Linked DNA regions of Mus musculus: regions 1, 3 and 4 are each linked to region 2. A link is a contact called in public promoter capture Hi-C data. All regions are on one chromosome and are shown on one strand. The core of a region is the stretch at or near the end of the contact, and the rest is flanking DNA. Distances in the headings are between cores, read along the strand shown.

Region 1 (5,588 bases), core at 1,008-3,507, 1.9 Mb after region 2:
TGTCTTCCTGTCATCAAGTTTCAGAGATGACTTTATTAAACTGGCTATACCACAGGGCAGAGTTGGTCACAGTGACTGGTATGCGGTAGGGTAGAAGGAAATGTCGTTTGTTGCTGTAGAAGATGCAGGACTTCCCCTCTGTGGAAAACTGTAACACCTTAAGAATGGAGACACTGGGCATGTGTGCTGGCTGGCTCAGCATGGAAAGGGGAGGCTCTGACTGATGCTCTGACTTCAACTCTCAGACCCGCATAATGGAAAGAGAGAATAGATTCCACAAAGCTATCCTCTACCATGGCAGAGATGTAGGAGGAGGCTTGCCTAAGCATCTACAGGGCCCTAAATTCAGTCTCTAGTGCTGCAAAAACAAATACTCAACACCAGAAGGGAGATTTTGATTTTGAAGATTCATAGCTGATATGGGGAGATACTGAACATTGCTGAGTTCTCTGTGATGTGTGAATAGCCAATCAAGAGACAACCTGTACAAATCAACAAGGGCATAGCCAGGGAAAGAGATCTGGAAAAAACAAATCTGCTTTGAAACATTTGGTGATGCCATTTAGGTAAGGATAAGGGTGAAGCCAGTTGGGCAGTGGGACTCAGGAATGTCCCTTTGAGGGTAGGGAGAGTGGCAAAGATCCTCATTAGCTGAGAAGGTGTGGGTGGGCATTTTGAGGAAATAAGGTGGTTTGTTTCATCATTATAGAAGCATCAGAAATTGCATGTAGTGATTGACAGTGAGATCAGTTCAAGAGGCCAAGCTGAGAGGTAGGAGGGGAAATGGCGGGCTCTCTTAAAAACCCTGTTCCTGGAGACAGAAGCTTTGATCAAAGAAGCATCCTTAAAAGAAAGCTCTGCAGGAAAGATTTGAGAGGGGGTTTTGTTTTCCTTTGTTGAAGCAGGGTCTCATTTTAGCCCTGGCTGACCTGGAACTCATCTTGTGGCCCACGTTGGCCATGAACTCACTGCAGCCGTCCTATACCAGTTCCCACGTGCTAGGAATTAAGGTGTGAGCCCCCATACCTGGTAAGATAATGGTCTATCTTAAGTCTGTCTTCCTTAGGGGATACCTTATATTCAGCCTGAAAAAAAAACTTCTCTTTTTGCCCTATTTATTATGGATCCTTCCCCCCGCACCCCCCCCCCCCTTAAGTTATTGATGGAATCGAGGCTTTTGGAGTGGCTATAGCTTTACCACTGAGCTATATTTCCAGCCTTGGGCCACATTTATAATTCCCAAATGCCTGCATTTGTTTTCTGATGGGAAAGGTACAATTGTCTTTCTCAGTCTTAGTAGCCAAGTCTTTGTCTTTCTCTCTCTCTCCCTTTCTTTCTTTCGTTTCTTTTTTTCTGAGACATGGTTTTACACTCTGTATAGCCAAGGCTGGCCTGGCTCGCGATGTACACCAGGCTGATCTGGTACATGCAAGATCCTCTTGTTTTAACCTCTCTAGTGCTTTTCCTCGTTGAAGAGTTTTCCATGTCTGCTTCCCTCCAATCGCTCAACATCACATTTTAGCTTCTTGGCTATGAGACCGATTGTGGTCTAAAGGCAAGAACAATAAGCTTCCTCCAAGGTCTAAACTAAAGCTTCCGAATTTACTTTGACGTGTATTAAGTTTTGAACTAAAGAGTGTGACAGATACAATCCTCTTACAACTGAACACGAAGAAACCATTTTTTTTTCCTCTGCACACCAGCTCCTATAGTTCCTTGTTCTGGTTCAATAGGAAAGCTCACTCGTAGCAAATCATTCCCTCTGGGTAAACAGACACAATGCTTAAGTCGTTTGCAATCGACCATTGAAAATAATTTTGAATATCTTCTAGAAGTGGTAGGGCATAAATCAATCATACGTTAGTACGGTAATAAAAACAAGCCCTACTGTTTGAGGAAGAGTTGACTAAACGCTTTCGGAATCCTGAAACCTTCATAAGACGACGCCTAGCATTATGTTGGCCGCTGACACAAACACACGCTCCATCCCGAGTCATTAAACCGTGGCGGCCCACTCCCTTCTCAGATCTCTTCAGAAATCGTCGAGGAAGCTGGGTGAGCGTTCCGAGGCACTCTGCCCGCACTGTTTACATTGTGGACCCGGCCGAACTACAACTCCCAAGATGCATCACGCTTCCAAAGCCTCCCGAGGGGAGGCTTCCGGTTTAGGCCAGCGCGGCTGCGCACGGGGTGTGGTCTTACTGGCTCGGCCCGCCTCGTGCGATGCGCGTCACGGCTACGCGCGGGCGCGGAGGCGGGGAGACGCGGCGGCGGCGGCGGCGGCGGTCGCGGCGGCGCGAGCACAGTCCCGACGCGGTACCGCGGTGGCGGCGGCGGCGGTGGCGGCTCCAGCGAGCGGCCCCCTCCCTCCGCGCCCCCCCTCTCCCTCCCCGAGGCGCTGCTTCCCGAGGCGCCCGAGCCGCGCGGTGAGACGGCCGCTAACTCGGGCGAAGGGCTGTGGCTCGAGCGCGGCTTCCCGGGCTCAGCAGATTGCCCGGGTCGGAAGGAGGTGAGGGCTGAGGGACAGGTGTCCCCGGCGCGGGCCGGGAGCGCGCGCCTGGCCGGCTCCGAGCGCGGCCGGAACTCTGACCTGCGGCCGCGCGCCTGGTGCGGGGCCCAAGCAGCGGCCGGGGGGGTGGGGTGGGGGGGGGGGCCGGGGCCGCGCTCCGTGCAGCTGCGGTCGCGGGCGCCCGCTGCCCTGTCCCCGCCGCGGGGCAGAGTCCGAAGCCCCTCGCTCCGTCTCTAGTCGATTTCGGAGCCGGTACCCCCGCGATGGCCGGAGACTGAAATCCTCCCGCCCCGACTTCTAGTTGGTGTCTTCTGCCACTTCTAGGGATTTCTCTGGCAGGCTTGCTTCGGATGGCTTGTGCTCAGCGCGACTTTTCCAACCACTGGGATGGGAAGGTTGCCCTCACCTTTCCTTAGGTGGCGCGTCAGGCTGTCACTGCGGGATAGTTCTTGGGCCCAGTTCTGAGCCCCTTTGGGTTTTTATTTGCCAGTGGTTAGCTTGTTAGAGAATTGCTGGAAACGGCTATAAAATAAGTTTTGATGAGTCCGAGGGAGCGCTAGACCAGACAGCTAATGAGTCTCTTCTTTTGTTTTTTTTGACCTTGATTTAAACATTTGTTTCTGGAGTTTGAAAACTTCACGAGAGCGTTGAGCAATGAATTTTTGATAAATGACATGACCACCTGGGATTTGGTAGGTACAATGCTTCATTGGTGGTTTTAGTATTTTAGTGGAAATGATCTTTTAGTTGCATTTATGTTTTACTCTGGTTGTCTCATTTAAAGAAAAAAAAACTTTAAAAAAATTAAAATTATCCAGTTTATTATGGTGTGTTTCTGTGTGACTCCTGTGTTCATGGCACACGTGTGGAGGTTAGAGAACAACTTGGTAAAAGTTGATCATCGTCTACGTTTATGTGGTTCCGGGTATCGAACTCAGGCGGCAAGGTCTTGAAAATTTGCCTGGCAAGCATACTCTTTAGCCATCTCACTTGATGGCCTGTAATTCTTGTGTTGCTGTGTTCATTGTGTTTCCCCAAAGCAGAATGCTTACCCCTGCTCCCCAAGGAGCAAGGTAAAAATACTGCAGTCTTTTAGGATTTTAAAATTTATTTGTTCATAAAACACTTCCCAACTAAGTGTATTTGTTTTGTTTGTTCGTGGGTGAGGGTGTGCAGGTCTCACTCTGTAGCCCAAACATTAAGAATCCTGCTTCAGCCTTCTGTGTGTTAGCATGAATCACCTACCATGTTGTGAAGACAGGCAGGATCAATGTAGTTCAGGCAAGCTTTAATTTCTAAATCTTACCTATGAGTCCAGAATCCTGGTATGGACAGATGCTCTACTCAAAGCCCGCCCTCCCTTTGACATGGTCTCACTCTGTAGCCCTGGCTGTCTTGGAACTCATGTAGATTAGGCTGGCCTTGAACTCAGAAATCCACCAGTTTCTGCCTCCCATGGGCTGGGATTAAGGATGTGCACCACCAATACAACTCAAAAAATAAAGCTCAGAGCCTTAATTTTTTAAAGGGGGAATTATGTTTGTCAGTTCTAAAGTTTCAAGTGTCTTCTTACCACAGGCCACTCTAAGATCTTGTCACACATCCTGCTCATTTGTACACTGCTTGTAGAATAGAATTCTTCATTCTTTGAAATTTGTCACAGTGAACGAACTGTAAACTAAATTATTTTAGCAGCAGGGATTTCCACCTGTAGGCTTCAGCAGATTGATGGTAAATTATAAAATTTTTTTGAGAAATTCAAATTAAATATGAAAGATACCTTCCCAGTTTCTCTGTAACTGGCTACCCACCAGTTTATGTTTCAGGCTTTGGGCTACTTAGCAGATTTTATCTTCTGTGGATGAGAGTAAGATTTCCGGAGCGTAAAGAGTGTGTTTTTCCATCCTTGAGTTCATTGTCTAAACTTAAAAACAAATGAAAAAAAATTTCCCATGAGTAATATCATTATGTAGTGTACTCAGTGTAAGTCACGCTTTGTTTAAAACAATAAAACTTTTATTCCCTTTATTCAGAAGTTGACAAACTTCACAGTCTACAGGTCAAGTCCTACCTGCTGCCTGTTGTAAATCAAGGTTAACTGGGATATAGTCAGATGCAGTTGTTTAGGTTATTATCTGTGATTTGCTGTTGGGGTGCAAAGTTGAGTTGTTTCATAGCTGTCTTAGAGACTCATGGGCTGTAAAGCCTAAACACTTTTATTAGCTTTCAATAGAGAAAGAAAACAGTCAGTATGTGGTGGCTGTCTGGCCTGGCTGTGGTTGTACTTTCCTGTAATCCCAGTACTTGGGAGGCCAAGGCAGGCCTGTGAGTTTAAGACCAGCATGGGTTATAATTTGAGACCCTGTCTCAGAAGTGTTGTGAGTGGGAAGTATATTCAATGTACAAACTTAAAATGAGTCAGGAAGTACAAAAGAAAGTAAAAATTATTTGGAATTATATCACTTAGGTTATTTTGGTGATTATCCAGTAGACTCTTGGTGACACTTTTTATGTAAGTGGCTGATACTGAATGTCGATATGTATGCTACTTAAAAGATTGTGTGTGTGTGTGTGTGTGTGTTTGTCTTTGAGTGTTTATGCATGTGTAAGTGCAGGTGTCCATGGAGTCCAGAAGAGGGCATTAGATCCCCTAGAGCTGAAGTTAGATATGGGCTCCAGGAGCTCACTTGGCTGGCCCTGCTACCTGTTTCTTTTTTTTTTTCTTTTTTTTTTTCTTTTTCCTTTTCCTTTTCCTTTTCCTTTTCCTTTTCTTTTTCTTTTTCTAATGTAACTTTGATTACTACTGTTAGGACTGCCCCCCAACCACTCTTTTTTTTTCCCTTCCCCTTTTTTCTAAGACAAGAGTCTGGCCATTTAGCCCAAGCTGGCCTTTGGACTCTTAATCGTTTCCCTGGCCCTTCTAAATGTTTGATCATAGGTGTGTGGGGCTGTGTCCAGGTGACAGAATTCTTGTCTATAACATGGTTGGTCACAGTCATAAACAGTGACTGATTATTACTAGGTGATGAAATGTTTGTGAAGCAACAGAGGTGTTTGTTACTTTGTGTTTGCAGAGGCC
Region 2 (5,473 bases), core at 447-2,946:
CACAGGTGTTTTTAAATAGGATCTCACTATGTAGCTTAGGCTAGCCTCAGAGTCTCAGCAAAACTCCTGCCTCGGCCCCCTCCAATGCTGTGATTACAAGTGTGAGCTGAAACACCAGATCCAAACTCTACTCCCCCTGCCTCGTTCAGCCTTCCTAGGGCTAAAATCCCTGGGATTTCTAAAGGTATGAACTACTGCTCTGGGCGTTGCCTTCATTCTTAACAATCTGCTCGCCTCTTCTGAGCTATGGTGCTGTAACAGACAAAATCAGATCTCTCCAGAGGAAACCCAGACTAACACACTACTTGGGGCTCCTCTGGCCGGTGTGGGATGATATGCATTAGCCTGTCCTTAGACATGCCCTCAGCCTGGAGATGCTGATACACCTTTCATGTGCCCATTGGGGCTCTGGCCACAGCCCAGTCACATGATACACTCAATTGGGAGACAACGTGATTTTCTTCCTTATAAACATCATGTTGCGTAAAAGTGCCAAGACCATGAAGCACGGTTTTCCAGAGTGAAAAAAGAAGAAGAAAAAGAGAGAGAGAGAGCAAGCAAAAAGCTCTCTCTCTTTTTAAAGTCTTCTGCTAGTGCGTAGTGAGTCAGAAGGGAGCATACACCTCATCTGCTACGCCACTTTCTGCCCAGTTAGTTCTTATGAACAAAGGAGGTGACGGTATTCAAACACACAAAGGACACTTCACAGGAAACATTCTAAAAATGTTCTGAAATATTTGCCTCACTTTTTGAGTTAATTCTAAAGATATTAAGTATGAAGTTAAGTTGTAATTTTGAAACACCACAAACTTGGACTTCCAGGGGAGTTGGGGGAGGTTGTGTTTTTTTGTTTGTTTGGTTTTTGTTGTTGTTTTTTCTTAAAGGTATATTTAGCTTTCTTTACAGAAGATGGAAAAACAGGCCAGGGAACAGGTCTAAAGCACCCTGACTTATGATACTGGACAAAAATCTCTCCGGTTTCTCAGTCCGCTGGTTTCTATTTTAGGAGTTTCTCCTAACGTGTGACTGAGTATTTGCACAAGAGCATAAAAATGATATTTGTTGATAAAACGTCTATCCCAGGAAAAACAGGACCGAACCTAAATGTCCATGAATTATTTAACTAAATCCGCACTTCTCATACAACGCATCAGTTAAAATACTGGTCTAGAAAGGCACAGAACAAGAAGCAAGACACAGAGCAATGTTAAAGATATCCATTAGAAATGTTTCTGATAAAGTATACATAAAAATGATACTGAGTTGCAAATTAAGAGAAACAACTCTACACATCTGTCTGCATTGTTTGAATTTTTAACAAGCCACTTTGGTAATTACTTTTTTAAATTAAACATAAATCACGACTACAGTCTGAATAATATAAATGCTTGGGAAGCAAATCCATTGGCCCAGTATATACATGCCAAGAATACAGACCGCCACTATTTGCAGAACCCAAGGAAATTCCTAATCATCTGGAGATGTATAAGCAAAGTTCTGGCGGATAAAGGACACTTTCAAAGTTAGCCCCAAACTTGCCTCAAGCACGGAGTCAAGCCAAAGAGCGAAGACCGAGCAGCATCTGCAAAGGGCTACAGAAGAGGACGCGGCACCGCGGAGCAGAGCAGTCTTGCTGCCTCCCAGCCTCTCAGCTCAGGAGTGTCTGCTGTCCCCTAGGCACAGCCGCCCTGGCACTGCCGGCCAAGCCTTCTGCACGCCTGGCCACGCCCCCCTCACCGCCAAGCTTTCGTTTTCCCCTAGATCCAAAGGAAAGCGAAACTCAGGCACCGGGCGGGCGGGCGGAGCGGTTGTACGCGCCCCTACAGAACCCGCAGTCCAGTCGCCTACACCAGGACACGACAAGCCGGACCTGGCCCGGTAACTCCTGGATACGCTCTCTTTTTTCATCTGCAATGTTAAGATTGGAAATACTCCCAGTTGCTGTACCTTCTGCTCTGAAAGCCAGCAGCAGATAACTCCCTTGCTGAGGCTGTCCCCAGGGGGTAAGGAGACAGCGATAACATTTACTTCATCTCTGTTAATTGCCAGGCTTATCCTTAAACACTGAAGATAAGTTTATCTGCACAATGTTCTTTTGTGCCTCTACGTTTAACCCCAATTCTATAGGATAAAATGTTTTTATTTTATCAAAGAGGTTATGACTAACTCAGGACGACAAATGGCTAAGTGCTGAAAGCAACATTCTAACGGGACCTCTGACCAGTCCCACCATTTGTGGAAAATAGCAGACCATTGCAGTTAGCACACGAGGTGGCCATGAAGGTACAGCTCTGCGAGGAACAAATACAGTCTAAGCCGAGCCGGGTTTGGAGGCTCTGGGATGTACATACATGAAATGCTTGCTAGCTCTTTACAGATGTATCTTGTATATGAGGCTATAAGTTGAGGGAGAGGGGGATCTGTTAGCTGCTGGGCTAGTCAGAATGAGGTTTCCCCATGCGCTTGTTCTGAGAGGGGTCCTCCACTCCCTACCCCCAGCACTGGACAAAGATGACAGAGAGATACATACCCCTAATCGAAAGCTACCAGGACTTTATGAAATCTGGAAGAGTCTATATTCTGTTTTGCTATTGTAGTTCAACGTAAGATATACAAATATGTCTGCCTGCCTATAGTGTGTGTGTGTGTGTGTGTGTGTGTGTGTGTGTGTGTGTGTGTGTGTGTGTGTGTGTGAAGCATGAGTTATACACAGCTGTTGAAAATAAACCAAGATGTCCATGTTTGGAAATAGAAAGTGGGGTATGGCCCTCAGGGTAAAACAAAGTCTCTTGATCAGTGGTTGAGGTAGACAATGTGGCATCTGCACATATCATGGACAAATACATTAAGTCTCCAATACATTTGCAAATCAATCAATTATGTGACCAGCTTCTTCCTCTTCTTCTTCTTCTTCTTCTTCTTCTTCTTCTTCTCCTTCTTCTTCTTCTTCTATCTGTTTGGTTGTATCCAAAAACAGGAACATCAAAAACTGGTGGGGGGGGGGGGGAGGATGAAAAGAGGATGTTATAAAATGTGATAGTTTGATCAATATATCGTACCTGTAGAGTTCTAGGGAACAAACTGTATTTGTTCCCAGTGGTGATTAGCAAACAGCTCCTTATAGCCAAGCAACTTTTTTTTCCCAACCCTGCTTGTTCAGTGAAGCAAGTGATTGGCATTTGTACCAGTACGGAGTGGACTAGTGTCAATCATGGACAGGAGATACCTAGATGATGCAAGAACCCATTATAACTCCTAGTAGGACTCTCCATGCTCTTACCCCTGGTCTCTCCTTGCCTTTCAGAAAAGTTCAGGGCTCTAACCAGGTGGTAGACTGAGCTGGTAAGCATTCCTGAAGTAGATTCCAGCAGTGCCCCACAGTGACCCAGGATGGTGGTTTGGTGGAGAGACAATATGCCCACCACCCATGTCAGAACCTACTCTAGTTAGAGAATCCATTCATATATAGAGCAGATGTGGCTCGCCTGGGCCTCAGAGCCTAGAGAACTGGAGTGGGGTTCCATGTGTTGAGGAGACACGGGCAGGGTGAGGAATGGGTCCACGTGAGAGGGCACTGGTAGAGCTGAGAGACTAGTTATGCCCAGAAGCAGAATTAAGTGAGCAAATCCACAACAGTTTAGAACTGGTCACTTGCTTGAAATTGCCCCGGAATAGAGTTGAAGGTGAAGAATGGGACCCAAGACCTGCAGCTCTGGGTTCGCATAGATCCGTGGTTCTCGGTGAGTAGTTAGAGAGGGGTGCGTGTGTATGTGTGCGTACATTCCCTAGCTTGCCCCACTGAGAGTGCATGGATGGATGACACTCAGAGGCAACATGGCTTCTGGCTTCTAGTGGTTATTCTCAAACAAAAGAAACCAGAGATGCTTAGGGAGATGGTGTTTCCCGGATTGGGGCAAAGAAAAGCACAAGAGGAACCTAAGCAGACCCCTTTCTGCCGAAAGGCAAATGCTCAAAGAATAGGAGGGAAGTCAGAAGATGGTTTTCTGTACCAATGCAAGTGAATAATTGAGTAAACTGAGAGTGGGGGAGGCTTGGGTATTTTACACAGCGTCCAAGGACTTTCCCAGGAACACACACCAATGACCGGCAGCATCCCGCATGTCATGCTACGTTGTGGCTGCAGATAAAGCAAGTGGTGTAAACACTAAGTAGTCACAAAGCCAGCCGTGTCCTTCCCGCAGCAGTGGAGATCACTGGTGTCTGCACAGCTGCAGTCACTCCGAGGAACAGAATGTAACAGGATGTCGTGAACAGAAAGGGACACAGCTCCCTCCTGTTACTCTCCTGTCACCGACCTTTGCCCTGATTGCTTCCACAGAAACATCTGAGTAACCCCAAGTGACAGATGTTCTGCAAATCAGCTAGCTGTCTTCTAGTCGAGGTTATCAAAATCCAAGGTATGAGGAACAGCCCCTGAGCACGGTAGTGAAGGTAAACCACGTGCCCTGAACTGGATCTTTCCGCTGGAAAGGATGTTCGGGGGGCAGCTGAGAAAGCCTGAGTGGTAATAATTTCCCACTCTGGCATCAGAGAGAAGAAACATCATCTGGAAAGCGTACTCTGGCTGGGTGCGGTGGCACACATCGGCAATGCCCACACCTGGGAAGGAGAAGTAGGAAGGGAAGGCTGCTTCAAGTTAAAGGTCAGCCTGGTATACGACGTTAGACTTTGCCGCAGAAAGGAAAGAAGAAAGGAAAGAGGGAAAGAGAACCTGCCCTTTTAGGGGTACAGAAAAGGACATGAGTGCAGCTTTCCCATAGGTATTATATGCTTTCAAATTTTTAAATATTAAACAGAATTATGAGGTAATATATCTTTTTCTGAAGGCTGCTAATACAATTGGGGGGGTTGTTTATGTTTTTGGTTTTTGTTGTTGTTTTATTTTGTTTTCAGTGCCAGAGAGGAAAGAATTTAAGTTCAAACCACAATAATACTTGTTCCAAAAGTGAATTTGAGTCCCAGGAGCTTCTCCTGGCTGGTCCATTGGAGTGATGGACTGCCGACTTGGAGTGATGTCGGTGTTATTGGAATCCCCACTGGCAGAAGATCTAGCTTTTTGTAAAGTTAAATAACAGCACGAGAGGTCATGCCTAACCACCTCGCTCAAAAACTTGTCACAGAAGAAGTTGCTGACTGACCTGGTGAGACAGAGTAGTCTCTTCCCTGATGGGGAAAGTTACTTCAGAGACAAGTCACATCAGAGGCCAGGACAGCAACGTTCGTAAGAAGCGTAGACTCTGTAGCACGGAGAGGAAAGTTTGTTGTTTTAAGGAAAGCAACGGCTAATAAAGTTTTAGTAATTCTTTACCAAGGTCATTTCTGTATGTTCTATCTTGTGACACCACCACCACCACCACCCCCCCCCCCCCCCGTCTCCACAGCTCTTCTCTGCTTTCTTCTCTGAATGTTGATATTTTTGTACTCCAAATGTCTTTGGTTTGCATAGAGTCAA
Region 3 (5,814 bases), core at 227-2,726, 1.3 Mb before region 2:
TTTGCATTTTGCCATGCTCATGCATTTCTCTCGGACCCTTCTCCATCAGGACATAGATCTCAGATTTGGTTTCAAAATTCACTATAAACCCAGAAGCAGCTCATGCTGTCTGCCTGCCTCCTGTGAACATTTGTTTGTTTGTTTGTTTGTTTGTCTGTCTGTCTGTCTGTCTGTTTGCTTTTTGAGGGCTCAGGATGTAATTAAGTGGCAGATTACTTGTCTAGCATGTGTGAGGTCTTCAATGTGGTCCCTGATAGGGGTGAGGGAGAGTGGGAGGAGGAAAGGGGGAGGAGAGGGAGGAGGAGAAGGAGGAGAAGGAAAAGGAAGAGGAGGAGGGGGAAGAGGAGAAGGGGCAAAAGGAGGAGGAGGAGGGAGAAGAGGAGGGAAAGAGATGGGGAGCAGGAGAAGGAGGAGGAAGAGGAGGAAGAGGGGGAAGAGGGGAAGGGGAAGAGGAGGGGGAGGAGGGAGAAGAGGAGGGGAAGAGATGGGGAGGAGGGAGGAAGAGGAGGAGGGGGAGAAGAAGAGGGGGTAGGAGAAGGGTAACAAAAAGAAAGAAGGAAGACAAGAAAGGAAAAATCTGGAATCTGAAGAACACCCTGCTACCATTAGCTATATTAACTCCATATTCTAAACCTCATAGCCAAACGGAAGTGAGCTCAAGTGTATGGGCTTTAGGCATAGTGACTCACACACTGGCAATAAATGTAAAAATCAAGAGAGAAATTTCTGATAATGGCTCATCATGAGCTGCATATAAAAGCTTTCAAGAAGCTAAGAAATCTCTGCATAGATGAATTAAACAGTAAAAATGTCACCAAGTGTCTAACAGTTGAGTCTATAACACTAAATTGCCTGTCTTAATGAAATTCTCTCCTTCAATAGACACCATTGTAATGAGTTGCAAGCAATTCATCTCAAATGTTTAGTTTTTTTTTTTTTTTTTTTTTTTTTGAGAAGTACAAATCTTCTTGCTATAACTAAATAATTCCTGTAAAGACTCCCCATGCGAGTCTTAAGATGTTGGATATTTGCCAAATAATTGTGAAAATAACCACTACTGTTTTTAGTAAGGAGTTGCTACGACCTCTTTGTGGCGCGGGCCTCTAAGGCTTCGCTGTTATTACCACAAGCCGGCTCTAGCTCTGCCCAAATCTCAGGACAAGTCAAGGCTTCCTATCTCTAGCAACACAGAGAAGAGAGAAACCGGGGGAAGGGAAGAACTTCGTGGTCAGAGTTAGGTCCAAAACCCAAAAGACCTGAGCAGAGGGTGGCAAGCAGACGAGGAAATTCGCGCACTGACAGGCAAAGCCTCCATCCAGACAGGCAGCCAGCACTACTGGAGCACATGCACAAGCAGATGAGACTGTCTTGTTACCTGTCCATATCGGTCTCCAGCGTGACTTTCTTGACTCCCTCAAAGTCTTAGGCCAAAGGAAGCTTGCTTCAAGCAAGGCTGCTTCAGTGCTGTTGTGTGACAGAGCACTGGCCCCTGGCATTCAAATCTGAGCTTGCTCTTGTGGGCTCCTCCCCCACGACAGCATCACTACCACCAGGTATCCAACATCTGCCTCCTGGGTTGGGTCCAGTAAAGATGGGCGGGGCTGTGGTGGGCAGAGCCACACGGATTAAATGATTGGGGGGCGGGGGGCAGTTCTGCTCATGCTTAATGTCCAACTTCCTTCGAGGCTGTTCCTCTAAAAAGCCAGCCCAGGTACCACAGGTAACAAAGATCAGGAGACAATAGCACTGGACACTTTTCACATTGGTATCATGATAATGAGCTCTGTGAGTGTGTGTGTGTGTGTGTGTGGGGGGGTCCCAGGTATCACACCTAAGGTCTGTGCATGCTTCCTAATTTTAAAATTGTGATAACAAGAATGATAGCAGTCATAGTGACTTAAAGTGGCCTTAAATGCATCTTGTGCTTCTTGAACTTACAGTATCTGTTCCTTCCGTTTGTTACACTCAGTTTTATGCCTCAGTAGAGATGGGGGTTGACCACCACAGCATCCAGAGAGTGAACTTTAGCCTCCTAATTCTCTAATATATTTTTCTTTTTTTAAAATGACATTATAAGATAGCTAGAAAGACTAGTTGCTTGCACCAAAAAGTGATTTATTTTAATTTTGTGTGTGTGTGTGTGTCAAAAAGTATTTTTTTTTTAAAAAAGAACTCTTTTTCCTCATTAAAAATACCTTACTGGAGGCCTGGAGAGCTGGCCCAGTGATTAAGAGCACTTATTTCTATTGCAGAGGACCAGCAGGCGGTTGAAAGCCACCATGTGTGGTTGCTGGGATCTGAACCCTGATCATCTGGAAGAACATCCTTTGCTTTCTTCCTTCCTTCCTTTCTTATACTCTTCCTTCCTTCCTTCCTTCCTTCCTTCCTTCCTTCCTTCCTTCCTTCCTTCCTTCCTTCTTTCCTCCCTCCCTCCCTCCCTCCCTCCCTCCCTCCCTCCTTCCTTCCTTTCTTCCTTCCTTCCTTCCTTCCTTCCTTCCCTTCCTTTTTTTAGATAGGGTGTCATTATGTAGCTCCTCTGGCTGGTCTGGAACTTTCTATATAGACCAGACCAGTCTTGAGCTAGAGACTGGATCCCGTTGCATGCACACAGCACATGCCCCTGCCCCTATTTTGTTGCTGTGAAATCTCTCTGTGCAAAGTCTCATAGTTCAGGACTTGGCTTACTCCCTGGCAGTTTAGCCTTCCCTGGATATCATATCTGAAATGTTAATGAGCCCCCATCCTCCTTCTTCCTCTAATTAATTTCCTCTGCATTATCACATCACTATCAGAGACACAATTTCCCTCACTAGTGAATTAATGAATTCCTGGGAAAAAAATTTCAGGGCACCGGGAGTAACCAGCACCAGCCGTGACATTACAGGGTTAAGGGAACCCAGGTGGTGGGTGGACAAGTCCCTCTAACTTGTCTCACAGGATGAGGCCCGGACCTTTGCCCTACTTTGGCCAATTGTCCAGGGAATGACATACTGAGACACACGTACACAGCCTCCCAAAGGGCCGACTTGATGGATATTGGCAGAGATGTTGTGATTTCTTTACATTTTAAAAAATTATATATATATTGCTGTGCTTGGCAGTGGAGGGGTATATGAGGCACGAGGGCCAGAGCTTATGTGTAGATGTCAGAAGACAATTTACAAGACTTGGTCCTCTCTGTCCACCATGTAGATCCTGAGGCTTGAACTCAAGTAGTCAGGCTTTGCAGCAAGGACATTTATCCATGGAACCATCTTGCCTGTTCTGACTGACACCATTTCTTTAAAAGGGAGAGGGACAGGGAGCAGCAGGGGCTGGAGAGATGGTTCAGTATTTAAGAGCACTGGCTGTTCTTTCAGAGGACCTGGGTTCAATTCTCTGCATTCACATGGTGGCTCACAACCGTCTAAGATGAAATCTGATGTCCTCTTCGAAAAAATACCAATATACATAACTAAATAAATAACTAAATAACTAAATAAATAAATAAATAAATAAATAAATAAATAAAACTTAAGAAAAAGCAAGCAAGGAAGCCAGTGGGCGAGCTGGAGAGATGGCTCAGTGGTTAAGAGCACTGACTGCTCTTCCAGAGGTCCTGCGTTCAATTCCCAGCAACCACATGGTGGCTCACAACCATCTTTATTGTGATCTGATGCCCTCTTCTGGTGCTTCTGAAGACAACTACGGTGTACTCACATACATAAAATAAATAAATCTTTCAAATGTTTAAGGAAGAAAGAAGGAAAGGTATTCCAGACCAACCAAGGGCTACATAGTGAAACCCTGTCGCCAGACAGACAGCGGAACAGGCAATCCCGCCCCCAAGACAAGTATGGCAGTCGTACACGATCAGAATTCTAGCATTCTGAAGATTAAGGCAGGAGGATTCCTGGAAGTTTGAGACTAGCCTGGGCTATGTGTCCAGTTCCAGGACAATCATGGAACCCTGCTAAAAAACAAAAACAAAAAACAAAACATAGAAATAAAGAAAGGAAATGTTTTCTCGTCTTCAAGGAGAGGTTCCACACCACTGCGGCTTGCTCTGAATGTGGCTGCGCAGGCTCTGCGTGGTCTCTCTAGGCAAACTGGGGCCTTTTGGACCGGAGAAAAGCAGCGTATTGTTGATGCTTATCTTCTGTTTGTCTGTGGCGTTTCTGTTTGTTTGTTTGCTTGCTTGTTTCTTTGCTTAAGTGCAGGATTCTGTGGCAATGGTTACACTCGGAACCTAAACCTTTCTCATCCTTTTGTGGGGCAGAGACAAGTCAGGGGGCTGAGTTCCGGCTCCTCTTGCCTCTGCCTTCTGAGTACTCAGAATGCATGCTTGCGTAGCAGGTCTGTTTGTTTCTAAAATTTAAACCAATTTGTAAATTTTATATTTATTTAGTGTGTGTGTGGAGGTCAGAGGACAAATTTCAGAAGTCCGTTTTTGCCTTCCATCACCGGGGTTCCAGGATGGTGGCAAATGCCTTTACTTCCAGAACCATCTCACCCACCCTAAAACTTTTATTTTTAAATTTTAATTTTAGAGCGAAATGTAGTGGCACCTTTAATTCTACCATTCAGGAGGCATAGGTAGGCAGATCTCTGTGAGTTCAAGCCAGCCTCGTCTACATGGAAAATTCCAGGACATAGAGCCGGTCTCAAAAACAAACAAATAAACAAACAAACAAAACATAAAGCAAAAAGAAAGACAACAAAAAACCAAAACAAACAAAAAAACCTTAAAGAATGTGTGTGTGTGTGTGCGTGCGTGCATGCATGTGTGTGCGCGCGCGCGCGTGTGTGTGTGTGTGTGTGTGTGTGTGTGTGTGTGTGTGTGTGTGTGTGTGTGCCTGGAGGACTGGTGTGTTATGTTCTCTGGTGGTACAGGCAGTTGTGGGCTGCCTGGTGTGGGTGCTGGGAACTGAACCAGAGTCCTCTACAGAATATGTGCTCTTAGACACTGAGCCATCTCTCCAGACCCTACCCTAAAACTTTCATTGCATCAGTCAATCAATCAGTAAATAAATACACCTACATAACAGTCACTAGCTGTCCCTTACTCCCCAGACCCTAGCGACCTCTAACCTACCTTCTGTTTCTGTGAATTAGCCTGTTCAAGATAACTGGAAGCCAAAGTCGCCTGTCCCGATGTGTTTGCTTCCTGTCTCTTTCCCTCCCTCCCTCCCTTCCATCCTTTCTTCCTTTTTCTTGATTGTTCTTTGTTTGGTTTCAAGAAAGATTCCATATGTAGTACAAATTGGCCTTGCGCTTGCTGTGCTGCGGGCTACTTTTGCCCAACGTCTTCAAAAGCTGCCCACATTAGACCACGTATCAGACTTCCATCCCTTACTGTGTTTTGTTGATACCTTCATCTTCTGGTGAAGACTTGAGCTGTCGCTGTCCTTGCTTACCGTGGATGATGTAACAAACAGGAAAATGAACGTCTGTTGGGCCCGGTTGCCGGTTCTTTTGGATGCGTCCCTAGCTCTTGATCACACTCCTTTCTTTTGATACTGGGGATGGAATACGGGAACCTTATATGGGCTCGTGTTATATTTTTATTTTCATTTTGGTTTTCTTTTTTCAGATGAAATTGCATATGCTTAAAGTACATAGTATTTATAAGTATATACATGATGAAGTGGTTACTACAGTCAGACGGATGAACGTGCTCGGTTTCCACGAGCAGTGTCCTCCCGGTGTTACACAGTGAGAGCTACTGCAGTCTCAGTCAGCAAGTTTGCAGCGTGTGATGTAGCGTTGACAACTCCAGTTGTTACCTCTGAACCCTGCATCCCACACAACTGCAACTCTGTGCAGTTCTTGTTT
Region 4 (5,308 bases), core at 916-3,415, 1.1 Mb before region 2:
ACTCTCTGAAATGCTACCAGACATTAACTAGTCAATCCTCTCCAAACCATGTATTAAACTTAACGGTCTCTGTTTCACAAGTAAAAATTACAGGACAAACAGAACAAATGCCACTGACACAGCTAATGGAGTAAGATGGATGGCTCCAGAGTCATCTATCCAGAAGGGAGCCAACCCAGAGCTGCCTTTCTCCTTTTTAAAACAGACCAGGAAGTTGGAAGTTAACTGTAACAAGGAGCCCAGGTTTAAGCTCTCCCCTCCCCTGAGCTCAGCTATTGCTCAACCGGTCACCTCACCTAGAGCTCCTCTGTTAACCTACTCGGTGCCATTTTCTGCAAGTTCTCTCAGGATTTAATTTAAAAAAAGTAACATTCTGGGCTCTGAGGCGCTTGCTCCCCAGGACATATCCTGGAGGGATGCTCTCACAGAATGAATGCTGTGCACTCTGGCCTCCAAGTTATTTCCTCATTTGTTAACTGTTGCTGCTTTCTCTTCCCAAATTAGGGCAAAGAATTTCACAAAATTGGGACAGGATGAAAAAATTAAAACAAGCCACGGTAGGCACTGGATGAGTGGAACTGTTTGTCATTTGCTTAAACGTTCAAAAAGTTAGTAGAAGAATAACTTTACACTTCTCCCAGCTTAAGATTTGAGTCTAATTTTGAGCTGCTTCTCCTTGATTCAGTGTGGTGTATGTTTGAAATGCTATGCCTGCATTGTGTTAGTTACACAGCCTAGAAAAGATGAGGGGTCTGACGCTTAGAGTTGCTCACTGAGTTACTTGTCCTAGGCTACACAAATATTAAATCAACCTGGATGACTTAATGCCATGAAGGCATTTGTGGTCAAACTTCTGATAAATACAGGCCCAAATAGAGAGCAGGATAAAACTGAAAGCTGGGCAGTTCCTATTTAGCATGGTCCAAAGAGATCCCCAGAGTGCAAGCACTTATAACTCTCAGACGCTGTAAAACAGGATCTTAGGCTCTTGAGAATTCCCCTTTCTTATTCTATAGAGACAGATCTAGTGGCAATGCTGAAACATTCTCTATAGGACGCCGAGTGACTAAGTTAGGGGTTGGGAAACTGCTGACCTCATTCAGCCCTGCACGCATTTTTCCACTCATGGCCGTTTTCCATTTTCTAATGGAGGGCTTTATTTTCTTCCTCCTGGTTCATTGCAGCCAACACGTTTAAGATCAGTCTCAACTGGCAGAAAGGCCCAATGTTTAAAGTGCCCCAAGGAGGTAGTTCTGTGCTTCAAAGTCTCCACAGAAACACAAGACACTCTTGTCACTCTTTTCCACACCATGCTAACAGACCTTCCTCGAACTTCTTCCAGGAGTCTGGAAATTCTCGCCTTCTATCTACTCAAAGTCATACCTTACCCCCAAATGACGCCATGACGCCACTTTACTCCCACGATACAGGTCAAAATTCTCTCTACAAGAATCCAGTTAACACTTCACACATGAGCACTTTCCTTTTCCAACCTTCAAAACATCTCAAATCCCTCTCTGATCTTGGAACTCCTCTTCCTCACTCCTAGAAGTCTGGCGTTCTCCGTTCTCATGCCTTTTGCCTCAAGTCCTCCCTAGGGCTCCCTAGCAGGATCTCCAGCCAGAACCACGGCCAAGCGAGAGTCCTGGTCCGCACCTCCTTCAGTACAGAGGTGTGCGAGGACCCCAGCCCGCTTCCTCCACGCCCCCAACACTCACGTGTCACGGGAAAACAGAGCAACCGCGGCTCAGAAGCCCCCAAGAATGTGTCTCTGAGGTTGGAAGACGCGTCCGGAGATCAGGGGTGCGGGGGCGCAGACCCCAGTCCCTCGATTCCTCTCTGAAGCCAGCGCTTCCCTAGGCGCCTCAATGCGCCCCGCTCCAGAAGCCGGAAACAGGAAGCAGCGAGAGCCTGCTGAGCAACTGCTCCTCCCACTAGACTCCGCGGCGTGTGACCGCAGAACCTTGGTTCCCTGGTCTCTCTTTTGGACGCTGATTGGTCAGCAGCCTAGTTCGCTGTTCCCCGGTCCCATCAACTCCAATCACTCGGAGATTGTCAAGATCAGTTTCTTCTTTTCGGGTCGCCTTTCTACCAATGAGGTTCGAGCTCCGCCTCCAGGGACTCTGGGCGGGCGCTCCTCATCCACGCGGGGTCATGCGCCAGGTGTCCCAATAGGTCTGAAGACAGTACGTGAGGGCGATCTGTGGAACTACAAAGAGTGTCGCTCCTTGGGCTTGCTGGGAGTTGTAGTTCCCTCGCCCGAAGCTCTCTGGGAGTTGTAGTTTCTAGGACTCTTCTGCTACCTTGGTGGCCTCTGTGAGGCGCTGTTTAGCCATCAGTCGGCTGGGCTCGCTTCTGGTTTGCAGTTGACTCTGCTACCCAGACAGTGGAATGTTATAGGTCCTGCCTGTCTTGATTTTCTTTGTTCAGAATTTTCTAATTCTTTCGGGACATAACTATTGTTACTGTTACCTGGGCAATGAATTTTCCTATTGTGGCATCTTGCTAGATAAGCATACTGTCAAAGGCATATATCAAAGGCGCCTGCCCTATGTGTGCCGGCCCTCTAGCCTGTACTTCAGTTTGGGGGGACCCGTGTCTTTGTGCCTTTGGTAAGGTCATTTGAAGACTCCTTGGATTTATTATCCACTTCTCAAGCCCTAGTTGTTCTTAGAGCTTGGTTTGAAACAATTGCGGCTTCCTGGATTCGCTCTCCAGGTTACTCATTTCTTCCTCTGAAGTTTCTTTTGGCTTTAGCTGCTCATGCCCCTTTTACTCTCACGTGCTTTTGCATGCACCTCCCTCACTCTGCTTAGATAGGGATTCATGTCAGAGGTAGAACTGTGCTTAAACTGCTAACACCGTAGTGTCCTATACTTTTTAAAAAAGTTAACTTAAAAGTTTTAATACATTTTAATTAAAGTATAATTACTTCCCCTTCTTCTGACTTTTTCCTTCTTCCATTTCTTTCGAAGGCCCCTTCACCCAGCTCTCCCCATGTCCCCCACTCAGACTGATGGTCTCATCTTCTTTAATTGTTATAGTTACAAATATTTGCATAGATACACTACAACCTGCTGAATCTGTTTATGTTTGTATGTACATGATTTCAAGGATGATCACTTTGTATGGCATAGCCTCACTTCTCTGTTAGCATATTGATATCGCCATTGTTTAGATCTTGTTTTTGCCACCATTTCTATGAGACTGTTTCACACCAGACATCCTGGTATTGCAGCTCTTACGGTTTTTCCAGCCCCCCTCTTTTTTTATGTGTCCTGAGTCATAGATGCAGGAGCTGTGATGTAGAGGTAGCCACTGTGGCTAGGCCCCTCACCACCTGCTGATCTCTGCACCGTGTCCTGTCATGGTTTTCTGTGATGGTCTGTAGTGAGAATTTTGGAATTTTGGCTTCTTTAACACAGAAAACAATTTTAAGAACATATTTCCATTTTGATCCCAGGTGTGGGATTTGGGGCTGCTTCAGATTGTCCACAACAGCTGGCTATGATATTTGCCTTGTGCTCTGACAGGGGACGTGGTTTTTGCTAGTCCCTGCTAGAGCACAAGGCAAATATGTTTGATAGTTTCTGTGGTGGTATTTGGAATTCTGAGAACTTTTCAGAGGGTATGTGCAGAGAGGCAGGGGTGGTTGTTGATCATTGGGGGTGGTGGTGGTGGTTACGGTTTGTTAGTAGTTGTGCTCAAAGAAGAAACAAGAAGGGAAATTAGATTTCAGAGATCTCATTCCTTTCCTCTCTCCCCTCTATCCTTTTTTTCCCTCCTATCTATATTAGGATGTTGAAGGAGTGGAAGAGAGGGAGAGAAGGGTGGAGGAAAGAAGAACCCACAAAGTCGCAAAGACCAGCTACAATGGTCTCCATTTGCTGTAAACAAATGCTTATTTGATATATGGTGAAATTACACTTATCTGTGGGCCTAAGGATATGATTTCGAATGCAGTTAGGAATTATGCTGACCTTGCAAATTGGTAGTACATTTTCTTCTAAGATCCTACCAGCCCTGGGAAGTTAGATTTCTAGTACCAGGTATAATTTTCCTCCTGCTGAGTGGGCCTTAAGTCCAACCAGACAGCCGCTGGTTACCACCAACATATGAGGGACATCTACTGTACCTTTATGGATGTCTTGCTATGCTGGCCATTGCGATTTATAGGTACCACAGCTGGGTAGGACTATGAATTGCCCCTTCTCTGGCACCTTGTAGAGTATTTTCTGGTACCTTGGAAGCTATACTGCAGGAATGCGGCTTTCGGGTTAGATCGAGCTCATACAGTCTGAGCCCTGTATCCTAGATGTGCTGTGTCTTCAGCAAGAGGAGCTTACCTTTGACCTCTGAGAGGCAACCGAAGGCAGTAGCCATTGTCTATGTTGCTTTAAGGGTCACTTGGACTGCCCTGACCAACCATTTTAGAGACATCGCATGCTTTCCACTGGGGGTTTTGTTAGTCTGTGGTTCTTGTGGGAAGCGTGTTCAGCTCAAGTGGCATAACTTTCATATACATAGTGTGATATATGTATATATATATATATATATATATATATATTATTTGTGAATGTGTGTGTGCATTGTGTATAATTTTAGGTAAATATTAAATAATAAGATTACATGAGGGTTTATCAGAAAGCCTTGGTGTTATTTGTCCCTCCTCCTTCTGTGCTGCCCTCCTTTCCCTCTGGTCTCATAGCTTGAATCATAGAGTGCATAGCAGCAGTTCGTGTCTGGCAGCGTCTTGACCACAGTGGTTAGGGGTTGTCCACAGTCTGCCCCACATCTCCTGCCAGGATCTCCTTGCCTTCCTCCAGGATGATGTTCTTCTTGTCCTCACTCAGGCAAAAGAGCACCGCCTTCTTGCGTTTCTTCACTTCTGGTGTTGAAGATTTGCGAACTTTCATGTCATTGAACACCTTGAAGACAGTCAGAGCAGAGGCCATGGTTCCGGAAATGAAAGGGAGACAGAAAGAGCCACTGAAGACCTGAGCCCCTGCAGCTGCTGGGATCTGGCTGAACCTGATTTCTGTGTTGTTGCTTGTTTTGTTTTTACTTTTCAAGACACGGTTTCCCGGCCGGGCATGGTGGCGTACGCCTTTAATCCCAGCACTCGGGAGGCAGAGGCAGGTGGATTTCTGAGTTTGAGGCCAGCCTGGTCTACAAAGTGAGTTCCAGGACAGCCAGGGCTATACAGAAAAACCCTGTCTCAAAAACAAAAACAAAAACAAAAACAAACAAAAACCACGGTTTCCCTATGTAGCTTTTGTCGTCTTGGAACTCACTCTGTAGATCCGGC

The links. Promoter capture Hi-C pulls out the DNA fragments that hold promoters and counts their contacts.
Region 1: a contact with region 2 is called in a promoter capture Hi-C map of pre-B cells, with 2.9 times the contacts expected there. The contact joins the promoter of Adipor2 here to the promoter of Usp18 in region 2. A contact is called at or near these places in 2 of 39 promoter capture datasets (the C10 cell line and pre-B cells) and 1 of 115 datasets of contacts at active chromatin or transcription factors (microglia).
Region 3: a contact with region 2 is called in a promoter capture Hi-C map of pre-B cells, with 7 times the contacts expected there. The contact joins the promoter of Aicda here to the promoter of Usp18 in region 2. A contact is called at or near these places in 7 of 39 promoter capture datasets (the 3T3-L1 cell line, 3T3-L1-derived adipocytes, cranial neural crest and 4 more) and 2 of 115 datasets of contacts at active chromatin or transcription factors (astrocytes and large pre-B cells).
Region 4: a promoter capture Hi-C map of 3T3-L1-derived adipocytes shows a contact between it and region 2, with 7 times the contacts expected there. The contact joins the promoter of M6pr here to the promoter of Usp18 in region 2. A contact is called at or near these places in 10 of 39 promoter capture datasets (the 3T3-L1 cell line, 3T3-L1-derived adipocytes, the HPC-7 cell line and 8 more), 2 of 484 Hi-C or Micro-C datasets (erythroblasts and myocytes), 6 of 115 datasets of contacts at active chromatin or transcription factors (the NIH/3T3 cell line, bone marrow-derived dendritic cells, embryonic stem cells and 2 more) and 2 of 9 other capture datasets (embryonic stem cells and liver).

What each region holds. Positions count from the first base shown.
Region 1 is chr6:119,385,403-119,390,990 of GRCm38.p6, reverse strand. Adipor2 (adiponectin receptor 2) reads left to right here and starts at 2,257. Exons shown (of 8, transcript NM_001355692.1): 1 at 2,257-2,509.
Region 2 is chr6:121,242,129-121,247,601 of GRCm38.p6, reverse strand. Usp18 (ubiquitin specific peptidase 18) reads right to left here and starts at 1,696. Exons shown (of 11, transcript NM_011909.2): 1 at 1,540-1,696.
Region 3 is chr6:122,549,471-122,555,284 of GRCm38.p6, reverse strand. It overlaps Aicda (activation-induced cytidine deaminase), which reads right to left and starts at 1,476. Exons shown (of 5, transcript NM_009645.2): 1 at 1,376-1,476. The coding sequence starts at 1,383.
Region 4 is chr6:122,305,577-122,310,884 of GRCm38.p6, reverse strand. It overlaps M6pr (mannose-6-phosphate receptor, cation dependent), which reads right to left and starts at 2,165. Exons shown (of 7, transcript NM_010749.7): 1 at 1,719-2,165.